Linked DNA regions of Sus scrofa: regions 2 and 3 are each linked to region 1. The links are chromatin contacts, called in public Hi-C maps. All regions are on one chromosome and are shown on one strand. Each heading gives the region's core, a stretch centred on a gene start, on an enhancer-like site or on the middle of the called end of the contact. The rest is flanking DNA. Distances are from core to core; before and after follow the strand shown. Region 1 holds the start of ZNRF2 (E3 ubiquitin-protein ligase ZNRF2). Region 2 holds the start of FKBP14 (FK506 binding protein 14). Region 3 holds the start of GGCT (gamma-glutamylcyclotransferase).

Region 1 (4,175 bases), core at 997-3,496:
TCTTCCCATTTAATGGCTTTGCTCCATATTATAGAGATAACCATAAACCTTTCAAAATGCATAATGTATAATGATATATAAAATTTTATACATGATAAAATGTATATTGGTGAATGTGAAAGTCTTTATCGGTTGTTAGCTCCTCAGAAACTTGCAAAAGCCTTTTACTCCTTTTTAAAAGTCATAAGTTTGTTACTTTTCTGTATTAACAGTAAGTTCTTACCGTATTGATAACAAATTCCTGCTGAGCCAGAGTTTTATACTAAAGGCCTATTCAATAAAAGTTAAATCAGATCAAATCACCAAATACCGTCTTATCTTAGAACTTGTGGGTTCCCCTGTGGTGTAGGTTCGATCCCTGGCCCAGGAACTTGTGCATGCCATGGGCACCACCAAAAAAAAAAAATTAAGCTTGTTATTCTGGTAGCCACACTGGCCGTTCAATGCACACTTCAGATCATACACAAGATGGAAGAATTTTAGATTTGAATTGAGTAGCTTTGCATAACACACACAATACATAGATACCTATATATTCTTCACTTGTGTAGAAACTTGATTCTCATACTTCGAAGAATGATAAAAATCATTACATAAATGACTCATTATAAATACAGAAAAAAGACAAAGTATTTATTTCTGCAGTTTGTGAAAAAATACCAGTTGCTATTATTTTCACATAGAGGACACCTCAGACATTTTAAAAGTGGGTGGGTCAGAGCAGGCTGTCCACTGGCTGTCTACAGACCATGCTTTGCCACCCCAATACCACATCACATTGAGGAACAGAGGGAGAATTTTACTGCCACTTTAGAGAAACATTAGGATTTTAACGCTGCAGATGCCCTAGGGATTTGATACAAACATCTCACGTAAGGGAACTAAGGTTCAAAAAGGTAAAATAATTTATTACATGTAATGGAGTTTTGTTCCTATACCCAGATCTGAGGTATCCTGAATCGCGTGCAGCTTTCTCTGCGCCACTGTTTTTGCCCTACCAGTGAAGATCAGGCTGGATTATCCTTAATTCTTCCAACTCCGTGCCTTCTCCACACTGGGAGTGTTTAACGGGACAGATCTTATTCAGATCAAGTTGGCTTCTGCCTCCACGGTTCTTTGTTTTGTTTTCGCTGTTTTCAGTCTTTTACCACAAGCATTGGTGAACTTCTATTTAAAAGGCACACTCAGAGCAACACCAAGGAAGAGCCTAACACCCACCCAAACTGAACGGCTTTTCAAGACAGAGGATTCCCAGTCCCAGTTGGACAAAGGTGAAGTAGACACAAAGTCCGGTCCAGCGTCCGAGGTCCACGTGCGGGAGGAGGCACCGCCCTCCAGCTGGCACCTTGCCGCCAATCAGAGCAGGCCCTTCGGTGAAGGAGGGGGCGCGCCCTGTGCGGGAGGGCGGGGCCAGAAACCTGTCTATCACCGAATCCGCTGTGGCAGCACCTACCACACCAAGGCACCTAGGCGAGATGGGGCCCGAGCGGGAAGGCCGCGGCCGGCGGGGGCGGGGTCCGGCTGGCGGGAGCCAATCCGACAGGCGGCACCAGGGGGCGGGGGCGGGGTCACCGCGTACGACCCAAATACACGGGTCCCGGCGCACCGTGGAGCCGTGCTGCGCCTTCGCCTTCCGGTGCGAGGGCCGGAGAACCGCCTCCTCTACCCTCCTGGGCACCGCAACCTTCGAGGCCCAGACCCTCCCCTCCCGCCCCTCCTTCTAGGGGGAGCGCGGTGACGGTTGCCGGGAGGCGCGCGCCGCCCCCCTCCCCTTCTGCGTCCTGTCCTCACGCGCCACCCGTTTTTCCTCCTTCTCGGTTAGTAACAGCTGGGTGGCTGGGGGAGGAGGGAAGGTGGCCCCAGCGGAGTCTGGGCGGGCGCCTCCCACTCAGCCGCGAGCCGCCGTGGGAACAGGAGGATGGCGGCGATAGCGGCGGCCGCCCGGGAGGAGGCGGTGCCGAGGCCCCGGGCGCAGAGCGCGGAGGCAGCAGAGAGCGGCAGCGGCTCGTCTCGGCGCCCCAGAACCGAAACCAGCTGCAGCCGCGCAGCCACCTGAGCCGCCGCTCCCGCCAGCAGCCCGGGAGCGGCGCCCGCGGGAGCCGAGACCTGCTTCATCTCCGCCTCTTCTCGTCTCCCGCGCCCCCCGTCAAGCAGCCAGTCTTGCTCGCCGCCCCCGAGGAGAGCGCGCCGGGCGCGACCGCCCCTCGGGGCGCGGGGCGGCGGCCCTGGACGTGCGGACTTCTCTCTGCGCCGGCCCCGGCGCCTCGGCCCTCCCCTTTCGCTCCCGCGCTCGCTCCCGCCCTCCCGGCGCTCCGGGCGCCGCGCGCGGGCCCGGCCCGGGGCAGGGCGGACATGGGAGCCAAGCAGAGCGGCCCGGCCGCTGCTAACGGCCGCACCCGTGCGTACTCGGGCTCGGATTTACCTTCCAGCAGCAGCAGCAGCGGAGGGGCCAACGGGACCGCAGGCAGCGGGGCGCGGGCCGCGGCCGCCGGGAGATTGCCGGCTCAGGTGCCCGGCGCGCACCAGCCTAGCGCCTCCGGCGGCGCCGCGGCGGCCTCGGCGGCCCCGCGCAGCCGCTCCCTCGGCGGGGCGGTGGGAACCGTGGCGTCGGGGGCCCGCGCGGCGCAGTCCACCTTCAGCATCCCCAATAGCAGCAGCGGCCCGTACGGCTCGCAGGACTCGGTTCACAGCAGCCCGGAGGACGGCGGCGGCGGCGGCAGCGGCGGCGGCAGGGACCGGCCGGCGGGCGGGGGCCCCGGCGGGCCGCGCCTGGTGATCGGCTCTTTACCAGCTCACCTCTCGCCGCACATGTTTGGAGGTACGGCCCCTTCCCTCCTTGGCTCCCGGCTCCCGCAGGCGGCACGTGGGCCGCGGCTGCGCTTATTTTTACCCTTCTCCTTCCCTCCTCCAGCCTGAGCGCAGGCGGATCGCCTCGCGGCCCGGCCGGGTCTGGTCACCCCTCCTGGGAGCGGGGGTGGGGGGCGGGAGATCGCCCCTTCGCCCCTGCAGCACCGCTACCGCGCGACCCTGGCGTTTGGTTTTTAAACACCGCGTGCACCTTCACCTCAACGCGGCTCCCCGGTACAGTAAGCCCTTGTTTACCCCCGGAGGTGAAGGGAGCGAGTGCTGTTTTAAAAACAAACCGACGCAACAGCCCTGGTGCTTGTGGTTTTTAGTAGCAGGAAGTCAGGAGAAGACCCGTTGCTAAATGTAGTTCTAACTGGGGACTCGAGTGGCGAGCAGTTTTTAAAGGCCGAAAGCCAAAGGGGTCTCAAATGAACAGAAGAGTATTTGAAAAAGAAGGGAGTTACTGCCTTTGGAGTGACTGTTAATATACAACTATAATTCTTATGTCTGTGTAAATAGTCCCACCTACTGCGTACACTTTAATTGGCTGAATGTGTTAATGAAAAGTATATTTTTAACCCCGGTAAAGTGTTACCTTGGGTAATGGTTCGTGTGCGTCCTGCTGAAAAGAAATTGAGAACAGTTTCTTAAGGAGAGAAACTAGTCATTATCACAACTCTGCCTACAAGATGCAGTAAAAGCCTAGTTGCTTTTGAAAAGCGATGTTCAGTGAAGTTCAGGGAAAGACACTTGTGCAAAGTGGAAATTTCAGTAGCAAACAGGAAGAAGGGTGCACCTGATCTGAGGAAAGTGAATTCCACCTCTTCAGTGGTGTTTTATGGTGATCTCCTTTTTGTCAGTATGGGTAATGCTAAATGAATTAAAGACACTCTCCCTTCCTGTTTCATGAAAAGAAGTCAAATCTGGTTAGGAATGAGAACTATAGATGAAAAACATTTCCGTATCATTGATTGCATTATGCATCATAATAATACTACTTACATTCACAGTTGAGCCCAGATGAATCGTGAAAATACCGTCTTCACCATTTTTGTGCCTCTTTTACTCTTGTTTATAAATGTGAGAAATGTGAGTAGGTAGTTGGTGGAGTGGAATGTTCAATAATGTTCTGTGTTATCAACATTCACGTTAGCATAAATTAAACATGGGAATGACATTTAGTTTTTCCATCTTTTTAGTACTGCTTTACATGTTCAAAATATACAACTCTTTAATTACCTTACTTTAGTTGCTTGTTATAAAGTGACTTTTACTATGTAACTAAAAATACTGACGTTTCCGAAGTTTGGCCTGTAAAAAAAAAAAAA
Region 2 (4,175 bases), core at 876-3,375, 250 kb before region 1:
AATATTCCTGTCTTCAGGTACTAGAACTTTAGTAGCAGAGTGCTAATTAATATCCCGATGTTCCCACCGAAATCCACACAGGCTTTTGGTTCTGAGACCTGAAATAGATCAGCCTGGATCTAAAAGAGATCATACCAAAAATTAAAATGTAAAGGAAAGTTTCGGAAGGCAAATCATAATATCATTTAATGTCCACTGTGGCTCTGGCCTTGTTGACAAAAAGATAAGACTGTTGAGAAGTCTATGGCAAGCCGGCATCTTGGAACTTTTTGCCATTGACTTTAAAATGTCATGACAGATCAGATCTGAATGCCCAGTAATGGCAGTTGATCAGAAGATGAGGTCGAGGGAGTGCCTGTTGTGGTTGAGTGGCTCATGAACCCAACTAATATCCATGAGGATGCAGGTTTGATTCCTGGCCTTGCTCAGTAGGTTAAGGATTCAGTGTTGCCATGAGATGTACATCGCGGACACAACTTGGATCCCATGTTGCCGTGGCTGTGGTGTAGGCTGGCAGCTGTAGCTCCAATTCGACCCCAGCCCAGGAACTTCCATATGCGACGGGTGCAGCCCTAAAAAGAGAAAAGAAAAGAAAATGAGGTCTAGGATGGGCCATGAAGCTTTGCTGCTTTAGTTCAGGCTGCTCTTTCCACCTGGTGTCCTTCCTTCCTCATTCTCTACCTGGGAAACCTCCAGCCACCCATCTTTCAAGACCCACCTCAATTATGATCTCTCAGAAGGTGTTCTTTCCCCATCTCTCAGAGCATGATAAATTCCAGAGTCCGTGCTTCGTGAGCACTTTGAACATTCTGAACTTTACAGCTGTCTTCCTCCCCCCTGTACTCAGTGTCCTGCTAGAGGACAAGAACCCAGTCTTAGTCATCTCCGCATCCTCAGGGCCTGCCTTGGGGCTGCTCAGTAAAGATTTGATAGATGGAGATGAATGAATGGTGAGGACAGAGAGAAGCCAGATGTTTTAAATCCACCTAGGGTCAAGCACAGGGCCTAACATAAAGAAATGTTCAATGAATACTTTAGGGATGGAATCCGAGAATCAAGGCCTGATGGGAAATCATTACACTTACAAAACTTTTCCCTGTTGCAATTTCTTTCTTTATAAAACAGAAATAAGGACAGTGTAACCATCTGAAAATCTTTCACTGTAGGTATTGGATTAATCTTCCATAACCACACCCACACCCATCAATGAGGTCTTTGAATTTCTAGAAAGAAACAATGAAACAAATAATGTCCCTGTGCCTTGACCAAAATGTCACCAGGCCAAAAGTTAAATAGGTCAGTGGACTACTGTTAACATATCCTACCACAAGCAAATAAATAATTGTGTATTCTGCTCATGAAAGGGCTATGAAAAGTTTAATTTCACCTTTACCAAAGAAAAATGGAATTGAGTTATTTTCCCTCAGGAACAAGAGAAATGAGAATGCCTTTATGTCTTTTCCACTTATTGCCTATTTATACACCTAGATATTTCTACAGGATTTCAGAGATTCTAGCTCTAATTTTTACAATAAAAAAATTTATCGTTTTATCCTGACCACGTTTCCAGTAAGACCTTCAAAGGCCTTGTTATATAAGATTGACTTTAACCAATTCCTTTCCCCAAAGAGAGAAATTCGATATTTTAGTTTTTTAAAAGGGAGATAACGCTGGTACACGCTACTGTTCCTGCCCAAGAGCTGGCCTAAGTGGGTGGGTTCTTTACTTCTTTACCTGCAGGGTATAATTACTTACGTGGAGTGAAATAAGGAGCCGTCCTTTTCTAAGTAGCCTTCATAGTGGACCAGCATCAAATCCCCCCCTTTGGTCTTGCGATGGCAGATGAATGGCTTCTGGAGCACTTCAATCTTCACTTCTGGTTCAGGGATCAGAGCCCCGCTCGAAGAAGTGACTAACAGCGTCAGGACCGCGTTCCACAAGAAAAGCCTCATGTTGCCAGAGCAGGAAAGAAGTTCCTAGAAAAACAGAGAAAGGGCCCCCGACCTCATAGAGTTAAAAATGTAGTTGAAAGCTTAGGACAACAGCCTCTGGCAAGTTCATAACTCTCCCTCCCAGTAGACGTGGCACATTCACTACGGACAACTTTCCCGTGCAACTTCGAACTGGTTTCTAAAGAGTTAAACCCAAGCCCGGGCCTGACTGGCTCCAACCACGCGGACGCCTGGGCAGGGCGGCCTCTTATTGGCTAGTGGAGCTGTCTCTCGGGCGACTCTCGAACCAATGACTCTACAACCATGTAATTTACCACCCGGTAGCCCAGGGGAGAACCACCCGGAGTGGTCCCGGAGCCCGACAGACTACAGAATTCCTCTACCTGGCACTTTAAGAAAGGGGTGGGGCGCGGAGCTCACCGGAAACTTCTCAGGCAAAGTCACGGCTGCGGAGAACCTGGCTTCAGTGAGAAGTCGTGGACCCAGGTGAAACAGCAGAGGTTTAAGGAAAGACTCCTTTGCTCTCATAGTTGGTGCGGTCCCCCTCCCCCATAGTAATTGCTTATTATTTAATTTACGGTGCAATCGATAAAGACTTTAGCAGTGCTTTTGGTTTCACAAAGTGCATTCCTGTGTTTGACGCTCACTACCCTGCGGGTAAGGCAGATTCTTTTATTCCATTTAAAAGATGAGCATATATAGGCTAGGAGAGGTTGTGTCCTGCTTAAGGTTGTTGAGCGTCAAAAGCCGTTGAGCTCCGCCGTCAAACCAGGTATTGTGATGTATTGTGCATCACTGCATTATGTTACGGCTGCTAATAATTTATCATCTAAATGACCTTAGTGTAGAGAGTCAATAATAGCCTCTATCAAGAATAAGTGCAGACCATAGTTCCCGTTGTTGCTCAGCTAACTCGACATTATATCTGAGAGGATGCGGGTTGGGTCCCTGGCCACGCTCAGTAGGTTAAGGATCCAGCACTGCCACAAGCTGTGACATGGGTTGCAGATGCAGCTGGGATCTGGCGTTTCTGTGGCTGTGGCCAGGGAGCTTCCATATGCTGCAGGTGCGGCTCTAAAAAGAAAAACAAAACTCGAGAGAGAGTGCAGATCTCGGCCTTAAAGAAATAGTAATCACATTTACGAGTTACACAAGCTCAACTTAGTTTAAAATTTTTAGTTTTACATTGTTCTCATAATTTCAAAAGCAATACGTGTACATTGTAGTCGAGTTGGAAGAAACTGGAAAGCACTAGAATTCCCAGTTAAAAAACAGGAGCCACATTAAATTTGAATTCCAGATAAACGAGTTGATTGTTCTTTGTTTTTATTTGCTAAATCTGGCAGACTTTCACTAAAGAAAAAGAAAGAAAAAAGATTTCCTATGATACCACCATCCAGATATAATCCTCTGAACACCTTGTTGTATGCTTTTGTGACACATGCCTAAAACAATTAGGATCCTATTGTACACTGTTTCATAACCTGCTTTTCCACTGAGTCTACAGTTAACATTTTCCCTAGTCAAATATCCTTAGCACAGTGCTTTCTCACACTTTAATACGCATAGGAATCCCCTGGGAGTTCCTGGACCCATTCAAGAGTTCAATTCAGCAGTTTCTGGGCTTGGAGCGATATCCTGCAATTCCGGCAATCTCCTAGGTGAGGTCAATGCTGCAGTCGGTGGACCACACTTTCTGTAGCGGGGCCTTAGAGTTTAGAAAACGTCTGCTAACACTGCCACACACAACATTCATTCACCTCCTTCTGCCCTAATGGGCACCTCAATAGCCTTGAAGTGTGTGAGATCAATTAGCTTTGAAAAAAAGAATTAGACCTTGAGGACTAGAATCCAGGGAGCAGCCTAAGGGGTCCCGGTGATCCCAAACGTTAAGAGGTAGGTAGGATCCATCTACAGCACATTAACTTGGGACTTGCCCCAGTGGCCTCCCTCCTCTGTTCTCACCCTTTCCATAGTCCCTAGCCTGCGGGACTCCTTTTCCCCGCCGGCCTCTGCGGCTACGTCAGCGCGGCCGCCGCGGTTGCCGCTAAAGCCCGGAGTGGATTTTGGGAACGTGCGCGCAGGCGATGCACGGGGCATGCGCGAGCGGGCTCCGGGCCGGGTGGGTAGAGGCTTCAGGTGGCGCGCGGTGGCGCCGCCCGCGACCCGCCGCCCCGCTTGCGGCCCTGTGGTGGCCGCAGCCGCCCCTCGGCCTCACCCAGT
Region 3 (4,175 bases), core at 984-3,483, 240 kb after region 1:
CCCACTGTTGCCCCCACCCTTCCAATCCATTTTCCATAGCAACCAGAAGGTGCTTTCAGAGATGTGCATCTGAGGTTTCCTTTGGTTAAGTTTCGCCGAGATTGTCCCACTGCTCTCAAGATAAAGACCCAAGTCTTCTTTGGCCTCTGGGGTCCTGTACCATGTGGCCCTCCCAACCGCTCTAGTCTTCATGCTACAGCCTCCTCACATACTAAATTCCAGCCACACGAGCCAGAAGATGCAGGTGTCTCTTTCCTGAGGTCTAGGGCACCTGCTCTTCCTTCTGTTTGCTATCCCCTCCGCAATCATTCAGGTCTCAGCTCAAAGGTCGTTTTCAGGAACAGCTTTACTGAGCAGTCCCGTCCCCAAGTCATATGCTCCCATATGTATGCCCTCTTAAAAAAAAAGAAAGAAAGAAAGAAAAAAAAATGACTTCACTTTTTTAGAGCAGTTTTAGGTTCAGGGCAAAATGGAGAGGAAGATACAGCAGGTCTCCTTTTAAGGCTGACCGTACCTGTCACTGAATGATCACTTGCTTGCTAGCTCTTTGCCCCGCCCCTATGATAAACATCTGAACTTCTTTTTCTGCATTTGGGGAACTTCCTACCTTATAAGTTTGGGGGTTAGAGAATGCCAGAGCCTGACTCCCATTTTTGAAGTTTCAAAAGCCAGAAGTTGGTTCTTCCAGCTTTGCTGGAAGTCAGGGCCAAGACTTAGCCAATCAGGACGCCCACCTAGGGCTTTGAGTGTGAAGCTGGCGACCTGGACAGCAGTAACTTCACTCTGGTGGTTTCAGGAACTGTGAGGTGTAGTGACAGTGGCAGACAGGGTCCCAAGCAAGTGATGGAAGACGCAGTGTCCATGGCTACCAAGGTCAGCGGCCACACAACAGTGGCCTTCTGGGCTGGTTCTGTCTGTGATACTGGCTCTATTACAGGCTCGCTTTATGCCTGCCTATTTTGTCAGCTTTGTGATCCTATCTTCCTGGTCATTCTGTGAGCTGTACAACGGCCTTACAACATATGCTTTTTCTGCTTAAATCAGCCACTCTGTTCCTTCCAGCTAAGAACCCTGACAACCATAGCAGAGGCCATATTTATCCCACTCGACAATGTCAAAAGGCTTTGTAGGCAATTTGTTTGCATGTCTCTCCTATAGACTGGAAGGTCCTGAAAGCAGCCAACTTTACTTAATCACCTTCCTATCTCCAGGTAAGTGCTGGGAGAATAAACACTAAGTGAATGGATGGACTGTGCTGATAGCACTGATTCTTACCAAGGCTCACCCAACCACGTGACTTAACTGAGCACAGCCCTTACTACGAATAAGACGCTGCTCCAGCTTTCAGAACTTCTCAGACCGGGAGCAGGCAAGTGGATTTTTACAAAACCAGGTGACAAGTCCTGGAGCAAAGGCAGGTAAAGAACAGAAAACAAGAGATTCCCTGACCTGAGTCAGAGAAGGCTTCTTAGAAGGACCAACCAAATGGATTTGGTGATGATGCCAGGTCAGTGGCCAAGAGAGAGGAGGCGGGATCTGGGGAGAACTAGCAACTAGTGGGAATAACAGGAGCAGGAGCTCAGGGCAGGCTAGGAGGCGCAGGTGCAGAGTAGCAGAGCTCAGCAGGGTCAAGCATAGGGCCATAGGGCCGAAGGCGAGGGGGGGCCGGCCTGGGTTGTGCAGGGAGCAAGGTGCTCTTAGCAAGAAGAGCAGCATTCCTGGCCTAGGCCTGCATTCCTAGGAGGCCTTGAGAGAGCATCTGCTCAAATTTTGGCTCCCTCGACTGCAGAGGGGCACAGGACGTTGCAGGGGCTGGGCAGGAAGCACTGACTGACCTGCAAACGGGCCACACAATAGAACTCGGCGGAGGGGTTTCGGAGGTGAATCCGCTCCATCAGCAGATTGCTGCCATAGGCGAAGTAGAGAAAACTCTCCTCTTCCTGGCCTCCGCGGTCCTCGCCGCCGGAGTTTGCCATGTCCCACCAGACGCCTGCACGGACCTGGGTCGGCAGCGGGAATGTGTGGAGAGAACTACGAGCACAGCTCGGTGGCCGATGACCCCAGTCCAAGGACCGCGCCGGCTCGCCGCAGCCAGAGGTTAAGGGAAAGGCGGGAAGCGGGGGTCGGGCAAGTCGCCTGAGAGCACCCTTCTGATTGGCTTCCAATACGCAACGCTGTGAGCCGATCCCTCTGATTGGCTAGCCCGCCTCCTCTACGCTCTCGAGGGGATTCTGTAAGGTTCTGCGCTGAGACTAGCCGGAGCTGATTCTTCACCCGATACCCTCCCCTGTTGTCCCGCCCCCGTGCTCAAGGCTCCCTCTCTGATTGGCAAGTGGGCGGGCACTACGCGGGGGCGGGTCAGGTCCTGTGAGCTCCGTTTGCGGGGGCGTGGCGCGCGGGTCCCAGCCAGGTTTTCTCAGTGTTCGGCTGTCCTAGTGTGGTTTTCGACAGATGTGAAACTAAACGCCGGCTCTGGCAAACGCAGGTCCTTCACTCTGCAGTTTGCTTCTATCCCGCCCTCCAGGTTTGGAGGAGTCAGGACCGGCGTGTTCACCGCAGACGCTGGTTCTTGCACCCCCAGGCCTTATCCTCTCCCTGATACTTTTTCTGAGGACCTCAGGCTTCCTGGAAAATCTCCTCTGAGTGTCAGGGGCTCCCTTCTTTGATGGAACCAGCATGCCAGCTTCAAATCCTGGAGCTGCTGTTTGTTGGACATGTAACCTCAGACACATCTCAAGTCCCCGGTTCCTCCTTTTATTTTATTTTATCATTATTATTATTATTATTTATTTAATTTTTTTTTTTTTTTTTTTTTTTTTTTTTTTTTGCCTTTTCTAGGGCCCCTCCCGCGGCATATGGAGTTCCCAGGCTAGGTGTTCTGCAACCTACACCACAGCTCACGGCAACGCTGGATGGTTAACCCACTGAGCAAGTCCAGGGATGGAACCCACAAGCTCATGGGTCCTAGTCGGATTCGTTAACCACTGCGCCACGATAGGAACTCCCCCATTTCCTCCTTTTAAAAGAAAGATCATGTTATAATCACAAGTTATATAACATAAAGTATGATCCCATGTCTCATATGGGATCGTATATGGGCTGTTATAAATATTTTTGAGTACTTTTGTTAATGTTACTAGGTGCAAAAGCTCCAGTGTAAAAATATAGAAATTAATAACAATGACATTAAAAGCCTGTATTGTTAACTTTGAGATGGAAATATTAATATGAACTCAGGGCCTAGAAGCATTAACTATCCTTGGCACCCAGACTTTGATCTCTAAATACTACTTCCCACTAAAAGGTACCCAGGGCCCTTGGAGAAATGGCTGATGCCAGGTCAAGAGCTGGGAAATAATAGAAACACTTGGAACATCTTGTAAAGGAAAGTCAGGAGGTATTAAAAAATGAGGTCATGGAGGTCCCGTCGTGGCACAGCGGAAACGAATCCAACTAGGAACCATGAGGTTGTGGGTTCCATTCCTGGCCTTGCTCAGTGGGTTGAGTATCTGGCATTGCCGTGAGCTGTGGTGTAGGTCACAGACGCGGCTCGGATCTGGCATTGCTGTGGCTCTGGGGAAGGCTGGCAGCTACAGCTCCGATTGCTCCTCCATATGCCCCAAGTGCGGCCCTAAATATACAAACAACAACAACAAAAATGAGGTCCTTTAGGAGATGGAAGCCAGCTTGGAACAATGCCCCCTGGCCAAAGTTAGAACAATTTTAAGCATCAAAAATAAGAATTGCAATTGGTTAACAATGTCAAACATATAAAGGTCATTTCTCCCGAAGAGTAAACCAAATCTAAAAAAAAACAGCAGCTCAAAAAAAAAAAAAACCTCCTTCATAGTACTGGTATAACTATTACACCAACTCTTTCCTCTGAAAAGTGGTAATTTAAGAAAACATTTATTCTGTTTTTCTAGTTGCAGGTGTATTTCAGGGTAACCAACTGTCCCCCGTTGATGAGCAAAGAGTTCTCTTTACAGAAGTATGCCAGCTAAATAATGTAAAATGAATGATGGAATTAGAAATTCACCACTTTGCAGTCCCTAATGAAATTATTGGTTCATGCTGGGATCATCAATGAAACCAACTGGTAAAAGTGTGCCAGGGAACCAGACATTCAGATAGAGCCAAATGACCCTCACTCCCACCCCAGGGATTACTTGCCA

Evidence for each region. A called contact is a pair of places that touch in the nucleus more often than the background predicts.
Region 2: a Hi-C map of skeletal muscle shows a contact between it and region 1, with 3 times the contacts expected there. The contact joins the promoter of FKBP14 here to the promoter of ZNRF2 in region 1. A contact is called at or near these places in 1 of 5 promoter capture datasets (liver), 7 of 47 Hi-C or Micro-C datasets (alveolar macrophages, embryonic fibroblasts, heart right ventricle and 2 more) and 1 of 2 datasets of contacts at active chromatin or transcription factors (alveolar macrophages).
Region 3: a contact with region 1 is called in a Hi-C map of liver, with 1.8 times the contacts expected there. The contact joins the promoter of GGCT here to the promoter of ZNRF2 in region 1. A contact is called at or near these places in 2 of 5 promoter capture datasets (fetal liver and liver), 13 of 47 Hi-C or Micro-C datasets (alveolar macrophages, blood, embryonic fibroblasts and 7 more) and 2 of 2 datasets of contacts at active chromatin or transcription factors (alveolar macrophages and skeletal muscle).

What each region holds. Positions count from the first base shown.
Region 1 is chr18:42,649,985-42,654,159 of Sscrofa11.1, reverse strand. It overlaps ZNRF2 (E3 ubiquitin-protein ligase ZNRF2), which reads left to right and starts at 2,246. Exons shown (of 6, transcript XR_002340314.1): 1 at 2,246-2,818.
Region 2 is chr18:42,901,050-42,905,224 of Sscrofa11.1, reverse strand. It overlaps FKBP14 (FK506 binding protein 14), which reads right to left and starts at 2,125. Exons shown (of 4, transcript NM_001244527.1): 1 at 1,756-2,125. The coding sequence starts at 1,952. PLEKHA8 (pleckstrin homology domain-containing family A member 8) reads left to right here and starts at 4,022. Exons shown (of 14, transcript XM_005673281.2): 1 at 4,022-4,175.
Region 3 is chr18:42,408,792-42,412,966 of Sscrofa11.1, reverse strand. It overlaps GGCT (gamma-glutamylcyclotransferase), which reads right to left and starts at 2,233. Exons shown (of 3, transcript XM_003361377.3): 1 at 1,836-2,233. The coding sequence starts at 1,976.